2 separate regions of the Cricetulus griseus genome follow, and region 2 is linked to region 1. The links are chromatin contacts, called in public Hi-C maps. All regions are on one chromosome and are shown on one strand. The core of a region is the stretch at or near the end of the contact, and the rest is flanking DNA. Distances in the headings are between cores, read along the strand shown.

What was found. Hi-C and Micro-C count contacts between places; a contact is called where the count stands out from the background.
Region 2: a Hi-C map of the CHL-YN cell line shows a contact between it and region 1, with 6 times the contacts expected there. The contact joins two enhancer-like sites. A contact is called at or near these places in 6 of 8 Hi-C or Micro-C datasets (the CHK-Q cell line, the CHL-YN cell line, the CHO-K1 cell line and 2 more).

What each region holds. Positions count from the first base shown.
Region 1 is chr4:154,918,713-154,922,604 of CriGri-PICRH-1.0, reverse strand. It overlaps Oaf (out at first protein homolog), which reads left to right. Exons shown (of 4, transcript XM_027411896.2): 2 at 2,091-2,225; 3 at 2,493-2,673; 4 at 3,830-3,892. Among named protein-coding and RNA genes, the nearest start is that of Oaf, 16 kb to the left of the region's middle. Within about 2 kb of position 1,459, at least 1 of the 6 cell types and tissues checked has open chromatin away from gene starts, as enhancers often do.
Region 2 is chr4:154,968,152-154,972,099 of CriGri-PICRH-1.0, reverse strand. No RefSeq gene overlaps it. Among named protein-coding and RNA genes, the nearest start is that of Oaf, 33 kb to the right of the region's middle. Within about 2 kb of position 1,944, at least 1 of the 6 cell types and tissues checked has open chromatin away from gene starts, as enhancers often do.

The DNA.
Region 1 (3,892 bases), core at 210-2,709:
TCTAGGTTGCTTCCAGGTTCTGGCTATTACAAACAACGCTGCTATGAACATAGTTGAACAGATGTTCTTGTTGTATGAATGTGCATCCTTTGCACACCCTCTCTTTACATGGGTGCTGGTAACTGAACTCAGGTCCTCACACTTGAGGACCAACACTTTATCACTGAGCCATCTTATCAGCTCCTCAAGCAGAGCTCTTCCAGACTCTGGTCTGGTCGTAAATGTTCAATGCCTTCCACTGCTGATGGCAGGCAGGTGGCATGGCTGCTCACTGAGCCTCTCAGCAGCCCTGAGACCACCCTGTAGTTAGTACATGTGTCATGTCATAGAGAAGACAGCTGTATCCAGATAGCCTTCCCACAAGGGTTAGAGCAGAAAATACCAGTGAGGTGGACTTTGGATCCTGTGCGAAGCTCCTCCCAGGTACTGCCTGACTCAGACTCTCAGAGGGGGAGATCTTGTGTCGATTCCCACCTGACAGGAACTGTTCCTGGAATGGGAGCTGCCACTAGCAGATCAGCCTCCAGTGTCCCCTTGGCCGACCTGAATGGGATGAAAGATCAGATGGCCCAGGCTGGCAGGACAAGGAGATGCCAGCACGGTGACCCAAGAAGGGATTTCCTGTCTAGAGGAAGTGGGAGTGAAGCCAAGCTGACTCAGCTTCCTTCCAAGGTTCTGGGTGAGAAGGAGCCTCATGGAACCTTTCTCCCCAGCTGAGCCTCGATTTCTGTCTTCTAGCAAACTGCCCTCCATATTCCCATCCCTGTTGTTACATTTAAAATAAAGTCATTATATAAAGTCATTTCTAGTAAAGGTACAAGAGGGATCCCATTATAGATCTAAATCATAGAGTTATAGTATGAGTGAAATCCACAAACATTTAGAAGATGATTAGCCAGTGTGGTGGCACACCTGGGAGGCAGAGGCAGATGGAACACTGAGTCTGGTCTACACAGTGAGTTCTGAGACAGCCAGAGCTACATAGAGAAACACTATAGATACAGGCTGGGAGGGGCGGATGGTTCCACCACTAGGCTGGACATATTGGCTGCCCCAGGCTTTTCCAGACTTCACTGTGACAGGGGACAGCTGGTGTACCTGGCAGGTTAGTGTGGAGCTCATGATATGGAGGGAAAGAGTGCTTAGCACCATAAGCAGAGGTTGCTGTCATCGTTGTAACCACCAGCAAATGTCACCGGTGATATGGGACAGGTGCCCATCATCTTTATACTGGGGCCTACTAACTTCCTTCTCCCCAGGAGCAGAGCTAGAAATGTAATAGGTGAGAAGTGCAAGGTGCTTGGGGTTGGGGGGGGGCAGGGTGGGGTGCAGAAGGACATAGTAGAGGGTTCTAGCTGCAACCAGACTGCAAATGGTATCCTGAGGCTCTGTTCCCTCTTCCTGCTCCAGCTGCCCCCATGCATGCAGTGAATCAGAGCAGGAAGGAGCTGTTGGCCCATTGGTCATGCCATGAGTACCCCATGGGGAAAGGGGAAGTGGAGAGGGAAGGGAAAAGGTAAGGCATTCCAGCCTTGGGAGGCAGCAGCAGCTGCAACAGGCTGCTTCCGCCCCACAGTCCCTGATGGAGTGGGGGGAGGGTGGATGACAGGCTGACTGCGGAATACCCAGGGATGTTCTGAGGCCTTCTCCCCAAAGCTACAGAGTAACAGAGAAAACGATCTGGAATGGGTGCTTGTAAAAACTATAGTCCCTCTCTATGGTGCTCTGCCCAGTGGTCTCGGGGGCCCTGACCCACTCTGAATAAGGACACTGGGGTCCCCCCCTGGGGGAAATAATCAGTGTCAAAAACAGGTGCCGTCTTTTTGAGACGAAGGTCTGTCTGGTCAAAGGGTTCTTTTGAAAACCTCTCCAGTGGTTCACTTGGTCAGTTTTCCAGAGAGCTGTGGAAATATTTGGGGTATGATCTTTGAAGTCACGGGTGTAAATGGAAAAGATAAGCAGTTTCCTAGGGTAGGGGAAGGAGGTGTCTTTAGGGAAGGCACTGGGGCAGCGTCCAGGCCTGTCCTCTCCAGGGCTAGCTGGAGCCCCTCCCTCCAGCTGGTCTCTATTCTCCCTCCCTTCCCCTTCAGGATGTGAAGATCTTCCGAGCCCTGATCCTAGGGGAGCTGGAGAAGGGGCAGAGTCAGTTCCAGGGGCTCTGCTTTGTCACCCGGCTGCACCACAATGAGATCATCCCCAGTGAGGCCATGGCCAAGCTCCGGCAGGTGAGCACCTACCCCAGGCTTGCCTGGCCAGGCCCTGACCCAGAGCCCCCACCCCTGCGGTCACCCTGCCCTCCCACCACGTTCTTCCTCCTCACAGTTGCTTGACAGTCCTGATCCCCTGATTTGGCCCCAGGCCAAACTGACTACAGAGCCCCAGATCGCTAATCTGTACTGAGCCCCAACTCTCAGGTGACCTGGAGCTGCTGACCAGGTCCCGCCTCTTTTGGGATGGAGGTAGGAGATACTCTGAACATCTTGCCCCTACAGAAAAACCCCCGCGCAGTGCGGCAGGCTGAAGAAGTGCGGGGTCTGGAACAGCTCCACATGGACATCGCTGTGAACTTCAGCCAGGGGGGCCTGCTGAGTCCTCATCTCCACAATGTCTGCGCTGAGGCCACTGATGCCATCTACACCCGCCAGGAAGATGTCCAGTTCTGGATGGAGCGAGGTCAGCTGGGGGCTACCCTCCGTGGGAAGAGGGGAAAACACTTTGAGTGATTGTTTATGTTCAGGAGAGAGTTACTGAGTCCCTTCAGGGATGGACCACACAGACACACCCAGTGTGGACAACTAGTTGCTGTAGCTGGTAGTGGTTAGATCTGTTCAGCACCAGTAAAGTGTGAGCGTGCAGTCATGAGTGACAGGTATTCTCAGGGGAGGCTGTGATATGTCAGGAAGACTTCTGGAGGAGGTGGTGTCTATGCAGCTAGAATGAGAAGACAGCCTGCCAGGTCCTGTGAAAGGAGACTTCTCAACATTCTTGTCACTATCCATAGTGAGGACACAGATGTTCCTGCTATCATGTCTGCTGGCACCTCTCTGAAGACAGTATCTCACCATCCCTGGTGCCAGCATTGCTCCCAGAACCCTCAGGGCCTCCTCCCAGCTCTGCAGGGCCCCTCTGCCACTCTGCTGGCCCTTCTCCAGGTCCCTTTGCTACAAACTGTCAGGTCCTATGTGTAGAAGGGACAGGGAGATTCATTGCTCCTGGGCCTTCTGCTCAGTCAGCTGCACATAGAGAAGCCTGTCCTTCTCAAGGCAGGGAGGGCTGAACTTTGTGGCCAGGCCTATAACACACCTGTCTCCAACTGACCACCCTCTAAATGAAGGTACTGACCTGACCCTGGCATCCCCAGAGGCTGTTCCTTCTCATGGTCCACTAAACATAGCCCTGGCCAGGCCATGTCACCTGCCCCAGCACTCCTCATACATGCTCTTCTCATATCCAGACCCACTCTGCTTCTGTTGTCCCATCCCTGCCCTGCCCACATCCTTCAGGTAGTTTTACTTAAAGCTCTAATGGCCACATGGCCCAGTGTAGACTGTGAAATCAGACAGGCCTGATTTGGGCCCTGACCCCCCCCCCTTTCATTGTATGACCCCAGCCATATCAGTAAACTTCTCTGAACCAATTTTGATTCCCTGGCACAAATTGAGACTCCGTGGATGAGGACGACTGTGATATAGTGTCACCTTGCTTTAGACCCGGGTCTTACCTCTGTGTCCTCCCCCAGGGCAGCCTTGGGAGGGGTGACAGGAGAGAAGGCTGTCCTGGGCTATAGATAGATGTTCCAACCTTCTTCATGTTTGCCTCTTTCCCCCAGGTGTGGACAGTTCTGTGTTCGAGGCCCTGCCCAAGGAGCAGATGGAATTGCCTCGCTGTGGGC
Region 2 (3,948 bases), core at 695-3,194, 49 kb before region 1:
AAAATCTAGCCAAATCAGTGAGTTCCAAATTCAGTGAGAGACCCTGCCTCAAAAATTAAGGTGGAACTGGCCAGACAGTTCAGTGGGTAAAGACACTTGCTACCAAGGCTGACAACCTGAGTTCGATCCTGAGACCATATAGTGGAAGGAAAGAACTGACTATAAGTTGTCATCTGGATTTTACTCACACACTCTCTCTCTCTCTCTCTCTCTCTCTCTCTCTCTCTATCTATCTATCTCACACACACACAAACACACGCACACTCTCTCTCTCAATCTCTTTCTCACACACACACACACTCTCTCTCACACACACTCACACACACATTCACACAAATAATAAAAATAAAGAAGCACTCCTTTAATCCCAGCACTTGGGAGTTCAAGGCCAACCTGGCTTACAAAGTAAGTTCTAGAACAGCCAGAACTGTTACACAGAGAAATCCTATCTCTAAAAACCAAAAACCAAACAAACAAACAAAATAATAAAGAAGTAATGTAGAAAGCAACTGAGGAATAGACCAGATGTCAATCTGTTCCCTCTACACACACCTGCACACATAAGTACACACACACATACACATTGTCGAGTGTATGAACACATGCACACACTAAAGAAATAGGTAAACAAATAGATAAGTAAATAAACAAAATAAATCCAAAGGGCTAGGATACAGACAGGACAAGGCCTCTAACACACATTTCACTGACCCATGTGAAGGCTAAGGGCAAAATCAAAGGTCAGATACTGAGGTCATTGAATAGGTCAGCCCAGCTTAGTGGAAAGCCAAAGAGAGCAGGACAAAGGGGCTGAGATGGAAGAGCCCCGCCAAGGGCCAGCAAGAAGCCTGGCATTAATGAGGTGGACAGTCTGCAGCCAGAGGCGCCCTGGACATCAATGCAGCACAGCAGACTGAGTCAGCAACCCAAGCTGGAGGCGTAGGGAGCAAACAGGGCTGGATCCAGCTTCTTCAGAAACAAGTGGGGGCGGTGAGCTGGGCTTGAGGAAAACCAAGTCAGCTACATCAAGCAGGCTCCCGTGAGAAGCTGGCGTGTTAGTGGGCCCAGCACTGTTACCTGATCCTAGGGCATAGAGAACAGGGTGACTTTGATCCTGCAGCGTGGAGCAGCACGGGGGCGGGTGGCTATCTTGGGTCCAGTCACCTCATCATCATCGTCATTAAAATGGACCTTCTCCACCCCCAGCTTATCCTTGTGCAACATCTGGGACTGTCTTTGCCCCTGCTTCTCCAGGGCACCCCACCAGCACACTGACATCAAGAGCTCAGGTACCTTTTGTGCCCTGACTCAGCAGAAGTGAGGCAGCCTCACCAAGCATAGAAAGACAGGGACACGCTCCCTTTGAAGGTCTCTTGTGGTAGCCTAGGTCCTATGCCTGCCTTTGTGACCCATGATCACTGCATGTCATCTGTGTCCTGTTCCCTGGGAGAAGTGAAGGCTCCATCATCCTGAACGCTCTGCCACTCCTTCTCCCAAGCAGTGCTGTGGAAGCCACTTCCTCTAGACTCAAAGTAGACCTTTCCAGGCAACTGAAATCCAGATAAGTTAAAAGAATAACTCGAGATTGCGCAGCAAGGCAGTTTCCAAGCATGCGCTGTACTGATTGCCCCAGGTCGGGTACCCAGAGCCCAGAGGTTATGGTTATTGGTTGATGACAGTAAAGGCAAGAGAAACTTAATGCAGTTCACTGACTGATCCAGCTCAGGGAACCCAAGGCTGGGCCTTGTCATGTTCCGATCCAGGATGGAAGGTATCCACAAATGTGGCAGGGTCTACACCTAGACTCACTCACTCACTCCTCACCGTGTGAACCTCTCTCCAAGCCTGGCCATGGCTCTCAACAGTAACCATGGGACTGCTCCCTGGGAAACCTCAGCCCTGCAGGCTAACTGAAGACAGGCAGGACAAAGTGACTGCCACTCTCCCTCCTGCCCCACAGTCCTTCAGCATGCAGTGCTTAATGCCGAAGTCTGGGGCAGGGAAACCCTGGCAGCCCTGGGCACCAACCTCCAGGCAGAATTCTGAGGAAAGTTAACCCCACCCGCCAGCCTCCTCCCCAGCTTTCTCCAGTTAATTGAGATAATGACCCAACTCCCAGGGCCAGGGCCGCTTCTAGCTTGAAAGGGGCTTTGAGATGCTGGGATAAAAGGAACCAGGCTAGTATAAAGCACAGAGCAAGTTGTCCTGGGAGGGAGGTTGGCCTTTCTTAGCCCCCTGCTGAGTCACTTCCTCCTCTTAGCTGCTTTTCACCTCTGCAATCCACACACACACACCAACTCTCCCTTCAAGGCTGTGATGGAGTCATCCTGGAAATTCTGTAGTGCACAGGCCAACATCAATACACTGAGTTCCCCAACATGCTCGCCTTGATGCAGGCAGGGACAGGATTGCATTCCCAGCTTCATGACATCCTTTTCTGGACAGTGACAGCTCAGAAGTGAGCATCCTTTGTTACTTTTTTTTTTATTATTTTATTTATTTATTATGTATACAGTCTTCTGTCTGCATGCCAGCAGAGGGCACCAGATCTCATTCAGCCACCATGTGGTTGCCGGGAATTGAACTCAGGACCTCTGGAAGAACAGTCAGTGCTCTTAACCGCTGAGCCATCTCTCCAACCCCCCCCCCCCTTTGTTACTTTTTAAGAAGCAGGGGAGAGGAACACAGAGGTGAGGAGACTTTTCAAGGTCACAGAGAACATCTGAAGAGCAGACCCAAGTCTGACTCCCTTCCAGGGCAGCCAGACCTCAGATAACTTGACCATTTAAACACGACACTGTGGGGTGGCAGAAGAGGAGGCATGGTAGTCTTGGCGTTCAAGCAATTTCTTCTAGACCGTTTTCTCTTTTTAATTTTTTTTATTTAACTTTATTTTATGTGCATTGGTGTGAAGGTGTCAGATCCTCTGGAGCTGGAGTTATAAGTTGTGAGCTGCCATACAGATACTGGGAAGTGAACCTGGGCCCTCTGGAAAAGCAGTCAGTGTTCTTAACCACTGAGCCATCTCTCCAGCCCCTTCAGTGCCTCTGAGGATCACTATGTATTTTGGAATGCTGAAGATGGAAATGAGGTCTTCCAGAAGGTGGACAGGGGATAGCTACTAAAGACAGGGCTAAGCAGGCTGGCCTCCACCAACAGACTAGAATCAGTATCCCCAAACCATGTTCCTTGAGGTACCTTGATCTGAGGTATCCCCAGATCTCTCACCTCACCAGGGTTCTTCCCATTTGGCATTCAGACATGAAATAGTGCCTGCTTTGGGACAAAACCTAGGCTGTAGACAAAGAAGCCATGGTCCCTGCCCTCAGCAGAGAAGAACCACTGTTCATTCACACTGGGGCCGACCACAGTGTGGAAGTCAGGACAGGCAGAAAGCAGGTTGTGGGGCTGGAGGAGCCCATGGGGGTGGGGATAGGAGCAGTGTGGGAGACTGGTTGTTCAAAGGATAGAAGGCTGCTTGCTTGTACTTTGGAATTGAGACCCTCTCTGTGTTTTTTAAATTTTGTGTGTGTGTGTGTGTGTGTGTGTGTGTGTGTGTGTGTGTGTGTGTGTGTGTACCAGGACAAACATGTTAAGGTCACAGGGCAAACTTGTGGGAACTGGTTCTTTCTTTCCCCAGTGGGTTCCCAGGATCAAACTCAGGTGGTTAGGCTTGGTGGCAAGCCCCCACAAAGTCATCGCTCTGGTTCTCCTCTTTCTGATGTGAAGGCAGCTGTCCCTTAAGCTGTTGAGTTCAAGGCTTACCATGTCTTTCCCTAAACTAGCCAGACTTAGCCAGCCTTCCCAGTAAAAGCTTCTTTATCCCTACAAACCCACAACCTGGGGACCACCAGTGGGTGGAGTGAACACAAACTCACAGCCGTCTTTGAAGCCCCAGTATCTTTATCCATGGTACTCTCATGTCTATGCTTACTAGAAAGCAGTGGG